Linked DNA regions of Mus musculus: regions 2, 3, 4, 5, 6 and 7 are each linked to region 1. Evidence: chromatin contacts called from public HiCAR-type and promoter capture Hi-C data. All regions are on one chromosome and are shown on one strand. The core of a region is the stretch at or near the end of the contact, and the rest is flanking DNA. Distances in the headings are between cores, read along the strand shown. Region 1 holds the start of Piga (phosphatidylinositol glycan anchor biosynthesis, class A). Region 2 holds the start of Rab9 (RAB9, member RAS oncogene family). Region 3 holds the start of Tmsb4x (thymosin, beta 4, X chromosome). Region 4 holds the start of Prps2 (phosphoribosyl pyrophosphate synthetase 2). Region 5 holds the start of Tceanc (transcription elongation factor A (SII) N-terminal and central domain containing). Region 6 holds the start of Egfl6 (EGF-like-domain, multiple 6). Region 7 holds the start of Tlr7 (toll-like receptor 7).

Evidence for each region. Promoter capture Hi-C pulls out the DNA fragments that hold promoters and counts their contacts. HiCAR-type assays count read pairs that join an accessible place to other places. Capture Hi-C pulls out chosen DNA fragments and counts their contacts.
Region 2: a promoter capture Hi-C map of pre-B cells shows a contact between it and region 1, with 4 times the contacts expected there. The contact joins the promoter of Rab9 here to the promoter of Piga in region 1. A contact is called at or near these places in 13 of 39 promoter capture datasets (the 3T3-L1 cell line, 3T3-L1-derived adipocytes, the C10 cell line and 10 more) and 2 of 9 other capture datasets (adipose tissue and liver).
Region 3: a HiCAR-type map of astrocytes shows a contact between it and region 1, with 6 times the contacts expected there. The contact joins the promoter of Tmsb4x here to the promoter of Piga in region 1. A contact is called at or near these places in 3 of 39 promoter capture datasets (the C10 cell line, hippocampal neurons and pre-B cells), 1 of 484 Hi-C or Micro-C datasets (B cells) and 1 of 115 datasets of contacts at active chromatin or transcription factors (astrocytes).
Region 4: a contact with region 1 is called in a promoter capture Hi-C map of stem cell-derived epiblast-like cells, with 4 times the contacts expected there. The contact joins the promoter of Prps2 here to the promoter of Piga in region 1. A contact is called at or near these places in 6 of 39 promoter capture datasets (the HPC-7 cell line, HPC-7-derived erythroid cells, hematopoietic stem and progenitor cells and 3 more) and 1 of 484 Hi-C or Micro-C datasets (B cells).
Region 5: a contact with region 1 is called in a promoter capture Hi-C map of liver, with 3 times the contacts expected there. The contact joins the promoter of Tceanc here to the promoter of Piga in region 1. A contact is called at or near these places in 6 of 39 promoter capture datasets (the 3T3-L1 cell line, 3T3-L1-derived adipocytes, HPC-7-derived erythroid cells and 3 more), 1 of 484 Hi-C or Micro-C datasets (hematopoietic stem and progenitor cells) and 2 of 9 other capture datasets (adipose tissue and liver).
Region 6: a contact with region 1 is called in a promoter capture Hi-C map of pre-B cells, with 3 times the contacts expected there. The contact joins the promoter of Egfl6 here to the promoter of Piga in region 1. A contact is called at or near these places in 2 of 39 promoter capture datasets (cranial neural crest and pre-B cells).
Region 7: a contact with region 1 is called in a promoter capture Hi-C map of hippocampal neurons, with 4 times the contacts expected there. The contact joins the promoter of Tlr7 here to the promoter of Piga in region 1. A contact is called at or near these places in 3 of 39 promoter capture datasets (3T3-L1-derived adipocytes, hippocampal neurons and pre-B cells).

What each region holds. Positions count from the first base shown.
Region 1 is chrX:164,417,921-164,421,210 of GRCm38.p6, reverse strand. It overlaps Piga (phosphatidylinositol glycan anchor biosynthesis, class A), which reads right to left and starts at 1,431. Exons shown (of 6, transcript NM_011081.3): 1 at 1,371-1,431.
Region 2 is chrX:166,478,237-166,481,522 of GRCm38.p6, reverse strand. Rab9 (RAB9, member RAS oncogene family) reads left to right here and starts at 1,656. Exons shown (of 3, transcript NM_019773.2): 1 at 1,656-1,983.
Region 3 is chrX:167,207,699-167,210,658 of GRCm38.p6, reverse strand. Tmsb4x (thymosin, beta 4, X chromosome) reads left to right here and starts at 1,441. Exons shown (of 3, transcript NM_021278.2): 1 at 1,441-1,553; 2 at 2,608-2,722. The coding sequence starts at 2,623.
Region 4 is chrX:167,381,430-167,384,448 of GRCm38.p6, reverse strand. It overlaps Prps2 (phosphoribosyl pyrophosphate synthetase 2), which reads left to right and starts at 1,700. Exons shown (of 7, transcript NM_026662.5): 1 at 1,700-1,979. The coding sequence starts at 1,858.
Region 5 is chrX:166,509,164-166,512,466 of GRCm38.p6, reverse strand. Tceanc (transcription elongation factor A (SII) N-terminal and central domain containing) reads left to right here and starts at 1,989. Exons shown (of 5, transcript NM_001007577.2): 1 at 1,989-2,174.
Region 6 is chrX:166,583,878-166,587,028 of GRCm38.p6, reverse strand. Egfl6 (EGF-like-domain, multiple 6) reads left to right here and starts at 1,313. Exons shown (of 12, transcript NM_019397.3): 1 at 1,313-1,573. The coding sequence starts at 1,506.
Region 7 is chrX:167,329,316-167,332,339 of GRCm38.p6, reverse strand. Tlr7 (toll-like receptor 7) reads left to right here and starts at 1,769. Exons shown (of 3, transcript NM_133211.4): 1 at 1,769-1,903; 2 at 2,241-2,339. The coding sequence starts at 2,337.

The sequences.
Region 1 (3,290 bases), core at 182-2,681:
CTTCTCCTTCCTTATTCAAGGATAGCTATGCTTAAACTGCTCCCTTCTCTTTTCAGAACCCTTCTTTTAATTATGGAAGCCTTTCCCCTGAGCACCCTTTCAGTGTAGACCCTGAAAGGAAATGGAACAGGACACAGGCTTTACATGTGGGCTCTTTCCTACATCTAAGGCTAAGAAAAGTTCCCTTTAGGAGTTCCCTAAAGTGATGCTCATATGAAGTGCTCATTCAATACTCTGTTCTATAGATGCTTAGACTTTTAATGCCACAGCTTTAGAGATCTGGCAAAAATCCGCCTTAGTTGAGATCTACAAGTCTACAAAGAACTCAATGGAGGATTACTATCCTAACTCTCTGAGTTTCAGCTCTCACCTGCAACTACATGTGTCCATTTTCTCCCACAAATTCACCTACATTTAAAATCGTCTCAGAAATTCAGAGGGAGGAGGCAGGAAAGAAAGGAGCACGTGCTTGGGAGACAGAGAATTGAGGGTTCTAGGGCAGGGTAAGACAGCTACATGGGGGCACCCGGACACATAAACTGGAAAAAAAGAGGAGGGAAGACCAAATTTACAACCAGTAAGTAAACAAATAATGGAAGCAAGAAAATATGAAGTTTGCAAAAGGGGAAAGCAAAGCCTCAAGTGGCTAATGCTGTGCTACTGTCATGTGTCATCTAAACCTGGTCCTTTAGTCCTATCCCGTTTTAAGAAGTGAATGATAAGAACAGAAATAATGAACCAAATGAAAGTATGTGAAAATACTCACTGAATCTTGGCTTCTATAAGTGAATAGAGGCTGTAAAATCTGGTCAATTCTCTCTCCAGCCCTACATGCTAAGCGATCTGTACAACTTCCCTACCCAAGCCATGTAAATGACAAAGTCAAGAAGTCCTCAAAATTCTCAATCGTGCCCAGGGAACTCCCTTATTAGTAGAAGCTTCTGAGGATCCTTAGAGGGGGCTCGGACAGGGCTGAGAAATCAAGAGAAGTATACTTTAATCCAGTCCCAAGGCAGTGCACACGCACTCCCTGAGAGGCAGCTCGGGTGTACTAGAGCCAAAGAGGATCAGCCCGGGTCCACCAGCCAGCACCCCAGGATGAGACAAGATCCGGCCAGACCCAAAGGGACTCGGAAAAACGTCCTAAGATTCCAGTCACTCGCTCTACTAAACTCAGTCTAAGAACCAGTTCCAACCCTCAAGGCACCCTCAATCCCCATTTGATTACGGAGACCCACGGACCCGACTTCCGGGCCTCAGATAGAGTAGGCTTCACCTCCTCCACAGCCTGCCACGGTCCTGTGAGAACGGCACAACCCCATCCAGAGAGACCGAGAACGTTAGAAAGGACAGCCAAGACGCGTACTTACCCTCCAGTCCCATGGCCGCCACTGTCCGGACCTCCCGCGGCAGTTAACAGAATCCCGCCCCGCTGCTCCAAAGCACCAATCAGAAGCGTCCGCGATCCGAGCGCCGCGCCCCCATGATAACCAATCACACAGAGGTTCTGAATTACGTAGAAGAGAGACGCCCAGTCGGGCCCAAGTCTCTAGCGCGGGATTGTAGCGTCAGCGAGCGCAGGAGCACGTCTCCTAAGAGCTGCGGAAGGTCCCGGGCGTAAGTGCCCTGGTTGCTTAGTTACTGCGTCTCTTTTCAGGAAGCCCGGTCTCTCCCCGCCTCCTTCCGGTTAGAGAGACCAGGCGGGGCCGGGCCGGGCCGGGGGCTGGGGGGAGGAGCGGGAATGCGGGGAGGGCGGGGATAAGAGGAAGGGCAGGGTAGGGGGCGGGGAAATCAAGGCCAGGGCGTTTCTAGTCAGTATGGTACCACAGCCAAACCAACCACATCCATTCTTGTTATTCTGGCAGGATTGCTAAATGTGATGCATAAAAGTACAAAAATAAAGAAAAATCACAGCAAGTCAAAACTAAACTCTGAACTTTGAATCTTAGATCTACATATCTGTGCGTGTCCTAAAGACTGAGGACTTTCCTTTTAAAAGTTCAGATTTTGTTTTTGTCTTACAACTCTATGGGGGGGGGGGGGTGTCAGGGAATCTTAGGTATAACCTGAAACGCTCCCGCTCAAGCTGCTGCAGTCCTCAGCCAAAACTGTCTTGCGGTCTGGAGCCAGATTGTGCTTGGCCAAGAAGACAGAATCTCTCGATTGTTGTAATAGTCACCTGCTCTTTATAGTTGGTACCTGCAGATTCCCCAGCATGGCCATTCCTGCATTTTCTAGAATAAATTGTTTTCTAAGCAACAACACCATCACCATGACTGGCATCCACTTGAAGCTTGTGGTAAAGTTAAGGGTATTTTCTAAAACAAAACAAAAAGTTGTGCCAGGTGTGGTGGCGCACGCCTTTAATCCCAGCACTTGGGAGGCAGAGGCAGGCAGATTTTTGAGTTCGAGGCCAGCCTGGTCTACAGAATGAGTTCCAGGGCAGCCAGGGCTACACAGAGAACCTGTCTGGAAAAACAAAACAAAACAAAAAAGTTGTAGCAGATTTGAACTGTAGTATTCTGCCTGAACGACCACAAAGCATGCCTTCAAAGACTCTCAACCAGTGTGTCAGGACCCCTTTGAGGTATCCTGTATAGGAGGTATTTACATGACGATTCATAATAGTAGCAAAATTACAGTTATGAAGTAGCAAAGAAAATAATTTTATGGTTGTGGGTCATCACACCACAGCATTAGGAAGGTTAAGAAACACTGCTTTAGAGAACGTTCTTGGAAGCCACTAGAATTTGACTAAAATATTGCTGTGCTGGATATTCTGATGATAAGGTATGAAGGCAGCCAATGCCAGTTGTACTATCAAATAGTCTAAAAAGAAAAGATGTCAAATAAAGTAGTCAGCATCTTCCCTTGAAATTTAGTTCTTTGCAAATTCATATGTAAATAAGCTTCCTTGGATAATTTTAGAGTGGGAGGCACCTCACACATGTAGTGAAAGCTGGCTGGCTATCTATATGCAAAGTACACAAAGAGAAAACTTGGCAAGAGTACTATTTCCAAACCAAAATGAAACTGAAGCATATGGAACTGTCTATGAGAAAAGGAATTGCTAAGGGAAATATGTGGGAAAAGGCTGGGAGCTTCAGAGAAAAAAGTATTTCTATCTACCAACATTTATGAAACAAGAAGTAGGGGGTGTCCATAAAAGTTGAGAACAAGATCCTTTCAAGAAAAAAAAAGTGAATAAAGATACAGAGGCAGATGCTGACTGTTCAAAAGATATTTTTGTGCAATTATACAAGAAAGAGGTAGGGAAGAGATTTAGCCAG
Region 2 (3,286 bases), core at 407-2,906, 2.1 Mb before region 1:
TTTTTTGTTTTATATTTTAGTTTATTATCCACTAGAAGCCTATTTGTTTCCTACTGAGAGACAGAAAGGGGATGTATATGGATGGAGGGATGTGGGGAGGAACTTGGTGTAGATGGAGGGATACCCTATTTGAGAAAAAATGTTTTCAATAAAAGAAAAAAGATCTGATTTAGATGAGGATTGTTTTGGCTTGGTTTGGTTTTTCTGAGACTGTGTGTGTGTGTGTGTGTGTGTGTGTGTGTGTGTAACAGTCCTGGCTGTCCTGAAACTCACTTTGTAGATCAGGCTGACCTTGAACTCACAGATATCTGCCTGCCTCTGCCTTCTGAGTGCCCGGTAAAAAGACACCACCACACCTGGTTTGAGAAATCATTTTTTATATGTAACTTTTCAACATATGATTATTTAATAATATAATTACTAATAGATTACTTATAAAATATATACATTACTGAGATTTCACATTGATAATGGGTTAGAGAAAATATCAACATTTCGATGATTTAAATGTCAGTTAATGGATAAATTGTGTACTATTTCATTCTGTTTTTCCTTGTATGTGAAAAGCATAGTCATTTTTCCCTTAGAGAAGGTCTCATATAGCCTATGTACCAACTCCCTATGTGCCATGAGGATCTTGAGCTCCTGTCTCTGCTTCTAGAATGCTAGGCTTCTGTGATGTCGGGGTTGGAACCATGATTTCATGTATGGTGGACAAGCACTCGACCTTGACTTGTATCCCAGCTCACTTTTCCATATGCAACAGATTTGTATATCGATAAACCTTTACTCAGATGTCCGTGGGGGAAATATTCTGCACACATAAAAATAGATTCCTTTTTATAAGAAAAAAAATCATTGAAATTCAAACTGGAACTCAGTATTTATTATGAGCCTTATTTTCATAATTATTCTAAAATCATACTTGTGAGAAACTTTGCTAACTGTAATCTTTCTGGCGCCTGATGAAAGGTTATTACTTGAAAATGGCTCCACAAAGAGGCAGACATTATGTAAATTGTTGTGGATCACGAAAGTGAATGTCTTCTCTTAGAAACTAAACATAATCTATATGTTTATGGGGAGCTAAGAATCTTTCTTCCAGGGACTTTTATTTTTACCACCTATGTACTCAATTCCTCATATAAATCAAAGGAATACAAACACCTCTGACCCTATATTTTGCCATTATTATTATTGTTTTGTTTGTTTTTCGACACAGGGTTTCTCTGTGTAGCCCTGGCTATCCTGGAACTCACTCTGTAGACCAGACTGGCTTCAAACTCAGAAATTTGCCTGCCTCTGCCTCCCAAGTGCTGGGATTAAAGGCGTGAGCCACCACCGCCTGCTTTTTTTTTTTTAAATGGTGCAATACTGCTACGTCATAGTACTCATATGTTCTCTACTTTAAACTTTAAGAATAAATTATTATTTTGTGACCACTGTTAGAAGAAACGCAGGTGGGAAGACCAGAGCAGCAGCTAGTACAAAGAAAAACTGCGATCTTGCAAAGCAGTCTGTGGGAAGAGCAGATTCCAGACTTCCTGGCTCAGTCTTCCTTGGGCCTAATTCCTGTGATCCAGACTAGGATCTTAGCCTTAGCGGTTGGGCTCGCAGCCGCAGGCCACGCCCACAGGAAAGACCCCGACCTACAGCTCCTGGCCTGGTGCTACCGCCACAGGCCCCTCCCCGCAGCTCCTGGCCCCGCCCTAAAGACTTAGGTCCCGCCCCTGACCCGGGTCTGGTTTTACCACTCCAGACCCTGCCTCACTGCCTCAGGCCCCGCCCCGTCGCCCCACTGTCAAGGCCTCGCCCCTCCGTCTTGGCCCCGCCCCGGCCGCCCGCCATATTGGTTCTTCTGCCCCAGTCGCTCCCTCTTGGAAGCGCTCTCGACGTTCCGGAGTCTCTGGCCTTCTTCCTGCCCTGGTTGCACCCAGGCGTGTTGGCGAGCCGCCCCCAGGACGTCCAGTGTGTGTCTGCAAGGTGAGCGGGGGTCATCCTTCCATTTGAGGTCCGGCCAGAGCTGGTTAAGAGCGCGCGTAGCCTGAGCTGAGCTGCTGGAGCGGAGGGCCGCCGGGGCGGCGGGCGAGCCAAATTGGCGCGGGTCAGTAGATTGCTGGGCAACAGGGGTAGTTAGCTTGTCCCCAAGTCTCCTGAAAATTCCTACGTCAGTAGGAAGAAAGACGGGTTTTCACATTCAAGCACGGGAAGAAGATCACACACCCAACCACTCGGGACATACACGCGCGCGCGCACACACAAACACATACACGCAGACCGACCGATCGGCCTTACTAGAGAGGAAGAGATATCCCTTCCAAAAACATCATCTCAGGAAAGAGATATACCCCAAATACTTGGGAATAGGATGGTGGAACGATGCTCACGGGACCAATGACATTACCTGGGTACACACTTACACATTAGTCTTTCCCCTAACCACACGGGGACACCCACATACTCGAGACCAAACCTTGCGCCACAGTGACTGACTAATGCTGGGGAAAGCAAGCTTGTGTTATTTGAGTTTGGCGACCTCTGACATACTACCCTTTGACCCACTCAGGTGAGAGAGCTTGGAAGATAAAGCCAGGGCAAAGACCTTGTAGGCGGTTGGGAACATCGTCAGATATCAGATCTTGGCCGAGGTTTCAAAATCGCGTTCCTTTCTTCCTTCCATCTTAGTGAAAAGACCAGAGGAGACTTTTAAGTACTGACCAAATGGTTGGTGAACGTATTATGGTTCTGTTTTGTTTTGTAAATGATGACACATCCCGTGATCATACTTCTTTTGAGGAATAACTTCTGCAAGTTTCCAAATTGGCACGTGACCAGTCTTTTCACAGCGTCCTCATAAAATCAACAGACTGAATTTGGTTTTTGTTTTGTTTTGCTGGTACAAGTTTTGTCTTTTTCCTTGCTAGCACCACTGCAATGGAAAATCCCTACACTGCCTGAAATCTCAACTAGAATTGAAGGAAACCCAGGGCTTTCAACTAAGGACTATTTACCTTTTTCTTTTCGTTCTTTTTCTTCCATTGCTGGAGCCCAAACCTAGGGTCTTGTGCTTGGCTAAGAAAGAGCTGTACCCCTGTGCAAAATTCCCAACTCCTGTCTCAGCTAAGGGACTTAAGTACCCTGCTTTTACTTTGTCTTTTATTTTTATTTATTTTTATTTTTTTAAAACCTTAATAGGTTTTTTTAAAAAAGATTTATTTATCATTGTACATAAATTCACTGTAGCTGACTTCAGACACACCAGAAGAGGGCATCAGATCTCATTATG
Region 3 (2,960 bases), core at 192-2,691, 2.8 Mb before region 1:
AAATGGTGTCAGTGTAACTGCAGCTGCCAAGCAGAAGTCAGAAATGCACCCTGCAAGATGTGTTCTGTGTTTCAACAATGCAGTGAACTCCCTCCAAGTGGACATGGGGAGAGAGAGGATGTGTTACCAGAGAAGTGACATCTAATGCGCGCTCAAACAGGTCTAGGGCCCCATCCAAAGGGCAGAAAGGCAGTCTCCCAAGTAGAGCATTAACTGGGGAACCACATGGGTCACCTGCTCCTCCCTACCCCCATCTCCTTCCTCCCAAGTAAAAGGGAAGTAGATGAAGAAATGGGGAAGTCCAAGCTGCTCCAGCAGCGGCAGTTTAGGGTCCCTAATAACACTTGACATTACCAGAGAGGCAAAGCCTCTGCCATAAAAATGCTTAGCAAAGGCTTTCTGGAAACATCCCTCCAGGGCACAGAAAAGGAGAAGGAATGTTTTATAGTTCTCTGTGTCTCAGATATAATCCCAGCGATGCCCTTTTAAAAATATCCTACGGAGCTACCTCCAACCACCTGCCACTTGCAGGCACAAGCTTGGTATCTGTAATTACTTTTTAGTAGCAAGTGGGTCCCTGCGACTTACGGACTCAGGTGCCATTTTGAAACCGGCACATCTCTACCTGAATCGTCCACATGTGTTGCAGGGAAAACCTTCCCTTCAAAAGCTAGTTCGCGCTTCAGCTTCAATCCTCAGATAATAGAGCTGATGGACTTGTGGTCTTTGGGAATCCTTGGCTCCCATTAGCAATCACTTTTAATTGATGAAAATAAGAAAAGGAAAATGAACTTCCTTATTGTCAGTCAGTAACAGAAGTTGACTTTGACTTAATTTTGAAGGGGCCGGCTGTGTTCTCTCTGAAGCCCCCTTACACCTAGCAAATGTTAGGCACTTGACTCGATTGCTCACGGAAATTATAGCAAACAATACAAATGCTGCGGCGCTAAAACTTTTCTTTTAAAAATCCACTCAAGGATCCTTTATCGCCCTCTCAAATCAAGGGGGAGACAAGCGAGGGAGACAAAGAGGGCCGGGTGGGGCTGTCCACTGGTCTGAAAGCTGAGTCATTGGAATCAGACCCCAGCAGCTCTTGTATGAGGGACACCTCACCCTATCTTGGGGGCGTTGGCTGCAGACAAAGCCGGTTTCAAAGTAAAGAAAAGCCTGTCCCCTTAGGTGCCACTCAGGCCATTAGTTATCACGCATTGAACCTTAAGAACAGGTTTGGGCGGCTGCTGCAAAAGTTCATGATAATAAAATAGACGTCAAATGGGGGGGAAAGCATTTTGAAGGCGTTTGTTCCTTTTCTAGTTCCGCCATCGATGTGGTTCAAAGGCGCTGGTGAATGGGGATGTGGGGGTTGGGAGGGGGTCTGACAGCCTCCGAACGCCCTTCCGGAGATGCGGCGCGAAGGAGTTAAGCCGGACTACGAGTGACATCACCTCATTTGCATAGAAGCACACATAAAGCGGCGTTCGCCGCGCCCCTCCCGACAATCCGCAGCGGCTTCTGAGCAGATCAGACTCTCCTCGTTCGCGCAGCTCGCTCGGGTGAGCCCCAGGGCCCCTTCCTTCTGTCCTTCCCTGCCTGTCCAGCGCAGGCACTTGCCCCTCATCCTCCTCGTCCTTAAAGCCAAGTCCAAGGCATGGTAGTTTCGGGGAATTGGGGGGGGGGGATGCTAAACTCTTCCAGATGCCGAGTAACGGGAAGGGGAACTTGATTAAGAAAGAGAAAACCCCATAAAATTGGGCATTCTGTTGCGCAGCTTAGAGGGGAATTGTTTTTTTTTTCTCCTCGACCCTCTCTCCGAAATATTTTCCCTTGCCTAGCTAGCTGTAATTAATCAGAATTAGAAAGATCCTTTGTTCAAACGCTCTGTGCTCCCCTTAATCGCCTAATGGCTTCGAGGGCTGTTATCTGTGGCGGGTTTAACCTTCCCGGCCTTTAGCGTGAAAATTCGGAAGCCCTTGCAGACGAATGTATGCAAAGGCCGTCAAAAGGCCCCTGTATGCAGATCAAGATGCTTTTGCGAGAAGTGGGGAGGCAGTTTTGTGTGCCAAGGCAGCATTGTTGGACTAGAGAGAGGAGAGGAAGCGAGTAGGGCGGTGGTCGGCAGCTGGCGGCGTCAGCTCCCCCGCCTTTGTGAGGAGGAGAAAGCTGGACCGCCTGGCATCTTTTGGAGAGCAAGCCCTTCTAGAAAACGGAGATGCGTATTGCGACCTTGGCTCCTTTTTAAGAGATTTTACTAGACTTTCCCCCACTTAAACTGGAAATGGCTTCGATCTATCCAGACTTTAATTTTTTCAAAGCTGCAATGTTAACATTCCGCAATGGTGAATTTTATTATACGGGAATACTCACCTTTGACTATTTCCACCTTCGTTCTTTGAATCTTCCCTTTGGGAATATTAAGGGGGAAGATTTTTTTCCTATAGAAAGAGGAAGATCTTTAGAGAGGACTCGACAAGGAAAGCACACAGAGGGAGAGGCAGTAGGATTTCAGGCTTTGGGCTTTCCGGCGGGGTGGGGGTGTGCTTTTGGAACTGGGAGAGGCGAGGGTGGGTGGCTCTTTCTTAGCTCTGGTCTTGGCTTTTGTACCTGCAGCTCCTTCCAGCAACCATGTCTGACAAACCCGATATGGCTGAGATCGAGAAATTCGATAAGTCGAAGTTGAAGAAAACAGAAACGCAAGAGAAAAATCCTCTGCCTTCAAAAGAAAGTAAGCTGTTCGCCCCCACCCATTTTCAGAACGGGCTGGGCGGGAGCAGAGCAGAGCGGGGAGCAGCGGCCGGGAGGAGGAAGGGAGGGGCAGCAGGGAGGATGGGGGGGGGGGCTGCGGGGGAGGAGTCGACAGTTTGATGATGATGAATATGGCCTGCAAAGGTTAATTAAAAACTGTTTTGCAGTCAACAAGCGCCGGGCTCTAGTGATTTAATAATGGAATATTTCATATTCCA
Region 4 (3,019 bases), core at 451-2,950, 3.0 Mb before region 1:
CTGGCCTGGGATTCTTGGTCCCCAAGCCTCAACCTCCCAAGTGATGAGATTAGTTATATCATCACCTTGGCTCTTTTAAGAAATACAATAGGATATGTACATCTCTGTCAGCAGAATGAAAAGGAACAGAAATGCAATGGGAGTAGCGCTTTGGAGAACCACTGGGGCAGTCAGTGGAGTTTCAAAGGAAACCCTTTCATAAATTCAATTTGCTTGGGTTTGAGGAACCTTAGGGGATTGGAGAGACACAGTTTCAACAGGCCAGCTAGCCTTCAACTGAAAGACCCGCCTGCCTCTGCCTCTGCCTCTGCCTCTGCCTCTGCCTCTGCCTCTGCCTCTGCCTCTGCCTCTGCCTCTGCCTCTGCCTCTGCCTCTGCCTCTGCCTCTGCCTCCAGAGTGCTGAGATTAAAGGCTGACACCTTTGCAGAGTTCAAGGAAGGGCCCAGAAGCAAATCCCCCAAAGATACGGTCAATCTAAATACTCTCCCAAACTCCAATCACACAAGAAGTGCCTTTAGAGTGGGCTACAATTCAAGGGCAAGTAGTCTTTGTTGTATATGGCAAGCCAAATTTCAGTAGACAGTGGTAGAGCCCAAGCAACTATCTGGCCAGGTTAATCTGTCTCTGAAAGCTTTTAAGAAATGTAAGTCAGGATCACTAGTGCTCCACTCGTCCAGGAGCTCAGGATGAATCTCCTTTCCTTAAGTGTGCTTTGTGCCCAGCGATTGGCGATTGGCTCTGACACTGCATTAGCTACTTCAGAAATGCTGAGGTGGGGGTTGAGGGCAGGGAAAGCAAAGGACTCTGGGAGAGGGGGGTTGGTTGCCGCAGCAGGGGTGGGGGTGGGGGGTGGGGGAGTCTGACTCTAGAGAATCCAAGGGACAGGAAGTTGTGAAGAGAGCCTGAGAGCCAGCCTATCTACATAAAAACGAGGACTCAGAAGGAATTGGTGAGAGGCAACTGACCACTTGAAAATACGCTTTCCTCTTGTGGCCAAGCTTAGGGGTCAAATGGTGGCTGTCATCAATGACTCCTTTACAGAGCAACACACATTTAGGAGCTAGACGGTAACATGTTCAGGTTTTGTGGACCAAGAAGCAAAAGACAAGAAAGAATGTGGGCATTTATATAATAAGAAAAAAAAAAAAAACCAAAATTTTCAGCTTTTGTTGAAAAAACTGGAAAACAAAATATTTGAGCTAATTTTGTAAAATATACATCTAAATTAAATGACAGAGAAAGAGAATTCTTGTTGGTGAGAAACCCTTTTCTTAGTCCATCTTCAAACGTAGTCTATATCACCACTTCAAGTGCAAACATGCTTCACTCCCGTGTGCAAATACAAACCGATGTGTGGGTCTGGCCTATGTAGACACGGTGTGCACTTGAAGCCCAGGTATCACCTCTGGGTTCTGAGCTTCCGGGTTGAAAGGCTGCTCCTGGCTGTGAGGCACCACATGGCCCTTTCCTGCAATGGCTCACTGTGCCCACTTTATCTGGTTGGTTGACCTCCCCATTTAAAGGCAAGTCAGGAAGTCCTATGTGGAGCCTGGAGCTCCCCTACGGAGCAACTGTACTTGGGTGCTTCGGGACCACCCAGAGCTTCAAACCCAGATGCCCAGCCTGCGTGGGCAGAAGCAGCCTCCCAGCACCCTCCAGCGACTCTTCAGCTGCTCCTCCTCCCTCTGGCTCCTCCCCCGGCCCTCCCCTCCCCTAGATCCTGCTGCTGCGTTTTCCCGCTTCACCAGCAGCCCAGGCCACCGCAGCAGCAGCAGCAACAGCCGCAGCAACGGTAGCAGTAGTCTGCATCGCAGTCCCTTTCTCCTTCTCCAGCGCGCTCCTCAGTCCCCGGTCACCATGCCTAACATCGTGCTCTTCAGCGGCAGTTCTCACCAGGACCTGTCGCAGCGCGTGGCCGATCGCCTGGGCCTGGAGCTGGGCAAGGTGGTCACCAAGAAGTTTAGCAACCAGGAGACCAGGTGGGAGCCTCGCTGGGGCTGAGGCAGGGGCCAAAGCATGCCCAGGCCAGCTCCGCGGGCGTCATGCTCTCCCTTCCGGGGCGGGACGGCAACAACGCGGCTGCAGAGCCAGGGCGGCTGCGCCAGGGGAGAAAGAAGTTCAGCAAGGGACCCCCAACCCCCACCCCCAACCCGGGTCACCCTGGAGTCTCTACGCGTATCCTCTGGCTGTTAACCTTCTGGTGGCTGGGCCTCCAATACCCGGACATCGGCGACCTGTCGACCCTTGGGCACCCCAGGCCCCTCTTTTGCACCGGCTCGCCTGGTGTCTTCAGTCCGGAAGGACAAAATCGGGGCAGTTACAGAGCGTCTGGGAGAGTGGGCGCAGTCTGTGGGCATCACTTCGGTGCCGGGAATGGTGGGGGCGGGGAGACATCGGTGGATCCGCCCGCCCCAGTTTCCAACTCTCTGCCAGACAGAAACCCAGAATCCTGCATGGTTGAAAAGGCTCTGCACGGGTCCTGGGCACTGGGTTTATCCCAGGGAAACTTTCGAATGCCACTTCCAGCCGCTGGCGATCAGAGTACTGCCAGCTGCTCAGGTGACTCTCCAGAGCAGCAGGCTGGCCAAGCGCTGCCTTATCCAGAAAGGTGGGTTTGTGCGGGAGTTAGGCAGAGCGTGGGAAAGCGAGACGCACGTGTTGAGCGCTCGCACCCTTCCTTTAAACTTTGTTGCATCTATCATTGCGAATAGCTTCTTTGTGTTTGTGGAGCTTAGCTGCGCACAGCAACAAGACCCCAGTTTGTTCAAAATTCCACCGGTTTCTCACATTAGCAAAAGGTGCCACCAGGCAGGCGGAAGCTCTCCTCAGCTTAGACTAGGGATTCCTTGTCCTACTTGCCCAAAGCCAATTTCTTTTCCCGAATTCTATTTAGCACAGTTAACCAACTATACAGTGCACAGTGACAGATAACCGTTCTATATTTAGTAGCGCACGAATTCATTCCGCAAGTTTTACAGAAAAAAAAAAAGTCATTCTCCGTATTTACAAAAGTTAACTT
Region 5 (3,303 bases), core at 740-3,239, 2.1 Mb before region 1:
AAAAATTATCGGGTTTTTTTTTTTTTTTTTTTTTTGTACTAAGCAAAGATTCTTTGTAATTCAAGCCGGGCTCTTCTAGGCCTTGTGTGCGCACATCTTCAGAGGCCAGCTGTAGCAGAGTCCTGATACTTATCATTTACTCAGAGCTTCTCATTCTCACTACACAATCTCGCTCAGCATCTGCTCCAGTTCTCCACTCTGTACCACCCACTTACACCTACACCCCTACTGTCAGATCTGCAGCCAAAATCCCATTGGGTTAGAGCCTAGCTTGGTTTCTGTTGCTGGGATAAACACAGTGGTCAAATACAACTCAGGGAGGAAAGGATTTATTTCATCTGACAGGCTACAGTCCATAATTGAAGGAACTCAGGGCAGGAACTGGAAGCAGGAACCATGGAGGAATGCTACTTACTGCCTTGCTCCCAAGTACACATCAACTACCCTTTTGTATACAGCCCAGGCCTAAGTACTAAGGATAATATGGCCTTCCCACAGAGGGCTGAGCCCGCCTACATTAATTAGAAATAGAGAAAAATGCCACACAGATGTGTACAATTTTTCAATTGAGACTCCTTCTTTCCAGGTGTGTCAAGTTGACAAGCAAGACCTTGCAGTTTTGTAAATCAATTATTTCCGAGAACTTCAACACCAAATGGTGTTACTTTCAGAGTGATAAACCATAGCAAAAAACAAAAAAAAAAAAAAACAAAAAAAAACCAAAAACTTCTAGACTGGGCCTAGTGATACACACCCATAGTATCAGCACTTGGAGAGCAAGAAGATTATCCTAGTTTGAGGACAGCCTGGACTACATAGTTGTAGACCAGGCTAGACTACAGTGTGAGAATCTTGTGTTTAAACCAAACCAAACCCAAACCAAGATTGCTTTGTAATCATACCCTAATACTAACCGTTCAAAACAGAAAAATAATCAGGCATCCCTTATCCTGATCAGTGTGAGTTCCTTGTCCTCCCTCTGCTGAGGTAAAATCTCTTACATTCATGACCAGATCACCCTGCTGTATCCCTGCTATGAACAGATCCAGTACACAACACTGAGGGGTTGCTTCCTTAAATCTTTTCCTGAATTGTTTTGGCATTGGAGGTCAAAGGAGTCTGCCACATTTTCTAGTTCAATTATCACTGTGGTTTTAATCCTTGAAGGCAGACCATGTTCACACATACACTCAGGTTTCTTGTAACTAATTACTGAATGGTTACTACTTCCTTTCATTCTTGTGATGCATGTTATATGCTTGTTGGACTAATTACTGTTAGGCATGACAGTAATTATGGCTTGCCTTTTTGCTGCCTGGTTTGTTAGTTGAGAGAGTCTTACTATGTAACCCTAGCTGGTCAGAAACTTATGGACCTTCTCCCATCTCTGCCTCTGGAGCGCTAGTATTATATGCCACCAGGTTTAGCCATTTTTATATTGATTTAAAAAAAAAAACCCAACCATTTATTATTACAGACCATCACTGTTAGCCATTTATATTTTATTTGATTGTTCTTATGGAGGGTTTTACATTTGTTTATTTTTATTTATTTAGGAAGGCGAGTACCGGGTCCAGCCTGTTTAGTTTTGCCCCAGGCTGTCCTCGAACTCGGGATCCTCCGGTCTCTGTACTTTAGTCTTCAGCCTTTGCCTACTGGGGTCCATCACCACAGCCAGCCTGTTTTTATTTTTGTCCCATCTGTTTTACTGGTTTGACGGAAACTAAAAAGAGTAAGCGCATCAACAAACGTTGCCACTGAAACGCAGCAGCCGGGTTAGTTTCACTTCGGGCCTTAGCTCCTCTCTCAAGGGACCACTCTGCGAGGCCCGCGGCCGCTCTGCGCAGGCGCCAAGTCCAAAGCACCTTAGCGTCCAATCCCACGCCCACGTTGGCTCGCCGGAACCTTAGGACTGGTGCAGGCTCTGTCGTCCGGCCCCAAGAAACGGAAGTTCCCTCCAGGAGGAGGCGGCACCGCCCACTGGAGGGCGGCGCCTGCGCTTCTGGGCGGGCGGTGCTGCGGCCGCTAGGGCAGTGACCGAGCATCTCCGATGGCGGCGTTCCGCCATTTCCGTTACCTCGGCCCCCGCGGAAGGGCTAACTCCCGGGTCCAGTGGAAGGCAATCCCGGCTCGCAGGGGCGCTCTGGTGCTCCCCGTGCCCAGGCTGCTCGAAGGTTGATTTCCTCCTCCCTTTAGGTGCTGTCATTGGAGCGGGCCGGAAGGCGCGCCGCCATGGCTGTACGGCCTCAGGGCCGTCCCCCGGGGTGGATTTCTGCAGGCTTTGTTTAGTAGTCAACCCCACCCACAGGAATCTCTCTGGGCGGGCCGGTTCCTCTCCCTGTCCCTTCCCCCGGGATCCTAACGTGGCTGCCTAAAAACAACGCCCCGCCAGCGTCTCGTGTCCTAGCCCCCCAGCCCCCCATGGCCCGTCCATTCCCTTCTGAGCCAGGGCCTTGAAGCTTGACCGATAAGTTTAGCCTGGAGCTAGAAAATTTCTCTTTTTTTCCCCTCCTGGATGTTGAGAGAGATTTAAAGACTGCTGGTCTGTTCCCTAAGCCTCTGGAAAATTTCACAGTAACTTTCCTGTGCTTTTTCTTCACGTTTGGACGATTTTAGTGCAGATGTGTGTATGCCCTTCCTATAATTGCATATTCCCAGGCGTCTGCATGCATTCAGGCAACACATGGTAGGGCCGACTCTTGCTGTCACTATAAAAGGTTTTGTATGTGCACACACATTGTACACACACACACATATACATACTCATACACACACTGGTAAATGGTAAAATGTACACTCATATATGAACTACAACTGCCATGAAATGTGTCTGATCTGGATTGGAGTGTGTTCGAGTGTAAAGCACAGCAGACTTTTGTTTTTGAGAATTAACACAAAAAGGAATTAAAATACCCTTTTATCAGATTTTGAAAGGACAGTATTGGGGCGAAGCTTAGGTGTAGCTCAGTAGTAGAGCACATACTTTAATCTGCCTAAGGCCCTGGGTATGAACTCTGCCACTGCATTTTAAAGGAAAAATATTTTAGCTAAGTAAAACTAGAATTAATTCCAACAAATTTTAACATACTATCACACATTTAAAAAATATCTTTGTGGCTTGAAATCTTTATATGAGATAGCATTGCTCTACAAAGGGTGCTTTCAAACAGTACCCTGTGGCCAAACACAGACTGCCCACATTCTCTTTTGAAATACAGTCTCTTGTAGCCCTGGCTGGCCTCTTTCTGACCACACTGGCTTTATGAGGTGTGCATAGAGGGGGGTGGGCTTGAGGAGGGTGCA
Region 6 (3,151 bases), core at 64-2,563, 2.2 Mb before region 1:
CTGACAAGTCACTGTAGCTTGTCTGCCCTGCTGACCTTAGTTCAGAGGCTTCATGGCTCCATCAGTAGCTCTTCTTTGAGTTGGAAGTCTACTCTTAGACCAGATAGGTAGCTGTGTTTGACCTGTTCCTCACCCTCCTCAGGCTACCAAGCTAACTGGCATGGTCTTCTCATAGCCCAAATAGAGATGCAGGTGGGTTGGAGTTAGAATGGGTTTGGAATTGACACAGTGTGTCTCTGCCCAAACACCATCAGTCAAAGCAAATCACTGGACCATGTCCAATGTCAAGGTGTGGGGTCATGGGCTCTGCCTACATGAAGCCAAAGGGTGTGAATGTGGGGATAAGAAGAACCAGTATTCCTTCTGCTACAAGTCAGAATAGATAACTCATCGCTACCTGAAGGAATTCTTATAAAGTATCTTTTGTTTGTGTTTTTCTGTCTTAGCTTGCTTTCTACTGTTGTCATAAAACACCAAGACCAAAAGCAACTGAGGGGGGGGGGAAGGTGTTTGTTTGGCTTACTCATCCTGACCCATCCAGAAAGAAAGTCAAGGGAAGAACTCAAGGCAGGAACCTGGAGGTAGAGGCAATCCAGATACACTGTTTAATGGTGTTCAATACCTTTCTCGTACCTTCCTGGACCACCTGCATAGGGGTGGCACCGTTTGTAGTGGGCTGGACCTTCCCACATCAACCATTAAGAAAATATCCTGCGGGACTTGCTTATTTGATGAAGGCATTTTCTCAATTAAGGTTCATTTCTTCCAGATGATTAGTTTGTGTCAAGTTGCCAGTGGCTACTACACTACAATATCATTTGAAGTTACATTTGAACTGTTGTGAGTGACTAGAAGACGACGAAGACGACACTTGCCAAATGATGGGGTTTGTTCAAAACTTGGTGACCTCTAACATCTTATGATTTCCCTTGTGTGGGGAAAAAAAAAAAAACCCCAGCCGAGCATGAAACCTCCATTGACATGAGATTGCCTTGTGATTTTGTGCTTGCATCTGTGGTCCTGCTTTGACTTCTCAATTCTCAATCCCTGGAGTTCAAAGTGCACACCGCTTGTCCCAAGCCTGAAACGAATGGCAATTGGAGGTGCCCCTGAACAGCCTGTAGTGAGTGAACTGAAGCGGGGGGGGGGGGGGGGGCGGTGCTGGCGGGGACTTGGGGGAGCGTGGAGGAGTTACGGGTGAGAGAAGAGCGTGGAGGCCTCGTGGGTCGTCCTGGAGGCGGGTCCCAGCCAGATGTGCTCAGTTGCCACGCCCTCGCTGGTGCACCGGAGCGCTTCACCCAACAGAGTATCTCTCCAGGGCGCCCCCAGCCACTCACAGCTCCAAACGTTCCCCAGCTCTCCACCTCTGCGCGGGCTGCCACAGAGCCTGCCAGCTGCGCGCAAAACCAAGGTCCTGACCAGCGAAGCAGAGAAGAGGCGGTGGCCCCTCTGTTTCGTAGGTCCTGAGGGGCTCAGGACAAGAAAGGAGCCCACCCCCGGCCAGTATGCAGCCGCCCTGGGGCCTGGCGCTTCCTCTGCTGCTCCCCTGGGTGACAGGTGGAGTAGGGACCAGGTGAGTGTTCGCATTGACCCTGGTTCCCCAAGCCTGAACGCTCCTTTTGAAGCCCTTTGTCGTTGACCAGCATATGTAAGGGGTACCTAGGTGCTGGGGTTGAGGTGTCTGTGCGTCTTGGGATGCATTTCACCAGGACACCGCACCGAGTGCCCACCAACTTTCTTCCCTGCGTCCCTTGGGTAAGGTTTAGCCTCGGGTGGTCTGTGGATTCCGTTCCCCACTTGGCTGAGTTTGTCTTGTCTGGCGGATGGGGGGAGGGGGGAACTGGGCGAATAGATCTTGGCTGTGTTTGGGATTTGGTGCTCTGCAGCCACCTCCGGTGCAGGCAGATGAGTGAGTACCTGGCACGGTGTAAGTTTAGTTCCTTCCACTGCCCCTGAAGGACGCCCACTGATTACCAGTCGTTAGTTTTGCTAGGGAAGGAATGAAGAAAAACAGGAGGATGCAGAGCGCGCATTTTCCGCATTTATTGTTGAGCGCTAAAGCAGCTCCTTGCTGGGCTCCTGCTCTAGCTGCCTTTGGATTCGGGGTGATGAACTGGAAAATATGCGCTGGTAAAAAGATAGCTGAACCCATCCTTGTTTTTGCCACTTCCTTCTATTCATGAGCTTTTCTGAGCCCCAAAATATTTCCCTGTGAGAGCTACAAAGCCACATAGTAAAAGCACATAGGCATAGTGTGTCATGTAGACCAAGCAACTTTCAGACCATTAACCCAGCAGAAGTCCTTAGTCCCTGTGGCTTCAAAGTATTATTATCGTTGCCATCCCTGTTTTGAAGGGGTGAAAAATTAGGCCGCGTAACCTGTCCAAAGAGACAAAGCCAGTTAAGTGGCAGAGCAGGAACAACCCTAGTCAATGTGGCCCATCCATCATCCTCCACACTGGAGTAGGGCAACCTTTCAGGAAGACTCCCTAGAACACACACACACACACACACACACACTCACACTCACACTCACACTCACACACACACACCCTTCTCTACCATTATGGCTTGCTTCTTCCTTGCATGTCTGCCTAGGGTCTCTGTGCTGCAGAGCTAAGGATCTTTGGGATGACTTAATCATTTGTTGGTGTGGCAGGCTCTCCTGTGTTCCATGGGAAGTATAACAGCATCTCTGGCTGCTATAAAATGCCAGTAACAGCTTGGACACTGCCACCTACCCAAGTCGGCACAGTTTATGAAAAAAAAATCTCCAGATATTTCTCTTATATTTTTGGTCGTGAACCTAGCCTTTAAAGGCCCCAGATATTTCTCAAAGTCACCTAAGCAGCAGGCTCCTTCCCAGCTGAGTGAGGTTTTTCAGGTTTTCCTCTAGGGAGAAGAGGAAGGGGCAGAGGAAAAACCCTTGGTTTGGCTCCAGCTCCTTAGCGGTGACTTTGTTTAACTCCCAGGAAAAAGTCTTTCATCAGGGTCTGCCACGGTATTAAGGGATTTTGAAGTTCAAACGGAACAACCCTCAAACCAGGTTCTTAGAATGTATAGTTGCAAGTTTCAATTTCCTTCCCGTGATAAAAATGTAAGCAGAGGCAATTTGCTCCAGTCACATTGGAGAGAGTCATGTTTTGTTAGA
Region 7 (3,024 bases), core at 520-3,019, 2.9 Mb before region 1:
ACCAGTACCCCCCGGAGCTCGTGTCTCTAGCTGCATATGTATCAGAAGATGGCCTAGTCGGCCATCAGTGGAAAGAGAGGCCCATTGGTTTTGCAAACTTTATATGCCTAAGTACAGGGGAACACCAGGGTCAAGAAGTGGGAGTGGGGGGGGGGAGAGGAGAGTGGGGAGGGGGGACATGGGGGACTTTTGGGATAGCAGTGGAAATGTAAATGAAGAAAATACCTAATTAAAAAAAAGGGGAAAAAACATTAATTTTCATCATTGCTCATGAAAGGCAGAAGCAGAGGGTACCATCTGGCTTGTTTCAGTGGTAAGTTTATTTCTGGTGCTACTGGCATGCTACAGCAAATGAAGAAGAAAGTAGTTGCCATACTAGAAATCAGGATTTGTGTTAAACTCTCAGTCTCACAATATTGACTTCTGGTTCCTATAATTGAACAATACAATTTGGCTCCTCCTTACCACCACGGAGGACAACTCCAGTTCCAAGGACTCCAATGCCCTCTTCTGACCTCCTCAGGCACCAGACACACACAGCATATACAAACATCATGCCTTTATGCGAAACAATAATACACATAAAGGAAAATAAATACATCTAAAAATGTTTGATTTTCAGTATTTAATAACATAAATACAGATGCGTGTTTTAACATAACAAGCCCTTGGCAAATGTGGTCTACCTGTAGTTGCTATTTTCTCAGCTAACTAGGGATACTAATGCAGGCCAGCATGTTAACTCTGGTTATTATTAAGTGTTCTCTGGATGCTAATATCTGCATCTTCTTTCTTGGTTAAATTATAGGTATATTAATAACTTTAAACAAAGCTACAATAATTTAAGCTTGTCCACAAAAGGCTTCTATTATCAGTACAGGAGGGAATACTTCTCTTAGGGACACTCTGAGAAGCAAATAATTCTTTATATTCTCCAGAATGGAAGTATTGCTGATTTTTGGAAACTAAAGTGAGGGACCCAACTGGTAGCTTTAATACCACTCAAAAATCAGTGTCCCTTCAAACTGGACCAAAAACAATGCAAGATAAATCTTGACTCATTTCGAAGATATTTATAAAGCAGTGTCTCTCAACCTAAACCACACAGCCCCCTCCTGGCATACTCTCGAGTCTGTAGTTATCAGAAGTAGAAGAAGGCAGTGCTGTTGATTTCTAGAGAGATAGGGCACGAATGCTGCCAAACATCCTACAATATAACAAAATGTCAAAATGTCAAGATTGTCAATAGTGAGCTGGCGAGAGGCTCAGTGGAGAAGAGCACTTGCAGCACAAGTCTAAAGTTTGAATCCCCAGGACCCTAGTAATGTGATGATGATGGCAGAATGTCTCTAACCTCAGTACTATGCAGGGTAGAGATAGAAGGATTTCTAGGTTTAGTTGACCCCAGTCTAGCTTCAGATTCCGTAAGAGACTCTGTCTAAAAAGGGTACAGTAGAGAGTGACAGGGTGTGTACTTGAAATCCTCCTCTACACTCTTCACACACATGTACCTTCACAGATAACACGCACACACACACACACACACACACACACACACACACACACACACACACACACTAGTGGCAAAGTTATAAATCCCTGCTTTTAAACAAAAGGACAGGTTGCTTTATCAGGTTGTTTGGATTTAGAAATGTTGCCTCAACTCTAGTGATTAAAAAAAAAAAAAAAAAAAAAAGAGGAGCCGGGTGTTTCTGCAACCCCCGTGTGGTGTAAGTTAAGTAGTCATGCTCCTTCCTGCCCTCCTCCCACTACCCAGCCTCAATTTTGTATTTGGAAAGCCCAAAGCACGCAGCTCAAAGGCTCTGCGAGTCTCGGTTTTCTGTTGCCTTCTCTCTGTCTCAGAGGACTCCATCTATAGAACCACTCTATGCCTTCAAGAAAGGTATTTTAAACACTGGGACACATTTCGATAATTTCAGTAAGTAGATGTACGTGCTGTTACAAGGGAATGGGGGTGAGAAGAGAAGGAATCCAAACCGTAAGCCAAAAAATGTTTTAGAATGTAATGAAAATAATGTTGTAGTCTAAAATGTCAATTCGTCCAAGACAGATTTTCAGTCAGATTGGAAACAGTTTCCTGGAGTCTGACTTTCTTGTATCTAACTTTAATGAAATGAATACTATATGTATTCTCAACAGCACATTTATAAAACAGTGTTGCCAGTGTGTCTTTGCTGCCTTTCAAGTGTCACATTGGATGTCTCTGTTTCTCACTGCAGATGTCCTTGGCTCCCTTCTCAGGATGATCCTGGCCTATCTCTGACTCTCTTCTCCTCCACCAGACCTCTTGATTCCATTTTGAAAGAAAACTGAAAATGGTAAGAACAGTTTATGGAGCCTGATTTTGTCATTGCTCATCTTTGTGCTAAGAACTGGCAAGAAAAGTATTTAGGAATTGTTCAGGGATGAAGATGTAGCTCAGCAGTACAACACTTGCCCGTAGTCCCTGGGTTCCATGCCCAGAGTGTTGTTTCCTAGGAGAAACTGCTTTGTGATGTTTCATAATCAAAATGAATCAATGTAGTATTTCATAATTTGGGATTAGTCATTGTTTGCTCTGTCCAACTTCTTACATGCTCAGTACATACTGTAGTGAGCAAGAGTAGATGTTTGAATTGAGAATTTTAATTTTTTAAAAAAAAATTCTCCAGTTTGATCTTTAAAGTCATGCAGGCCCCTAAAGTGACTTAATGTGTTTCCTACCATATGTTGCTATCTGAATGACTGTACAGAAAGAATGGATTCAGGAGACATGAAGAACAGGGATTTGGGGGACGCCCCCTGCTCTACTGCTGTCAAAGATGCTCAGAGTTTGCAATTAGATGAAATGGGGTTTCAGGGATGAGCATGTCCAGGGTAGAGGCCTCAGGATGCACTTAGACTCAATTCCTAACACAATCAGAACACATGGGATTTAAAGCAAAGGGTGGGCAGCAGTCAGTAGATGGAAAAGTACTAAGAGGAAATTTCAGGCATATGGTGTGTGTGGTGGGGGGATGGGGT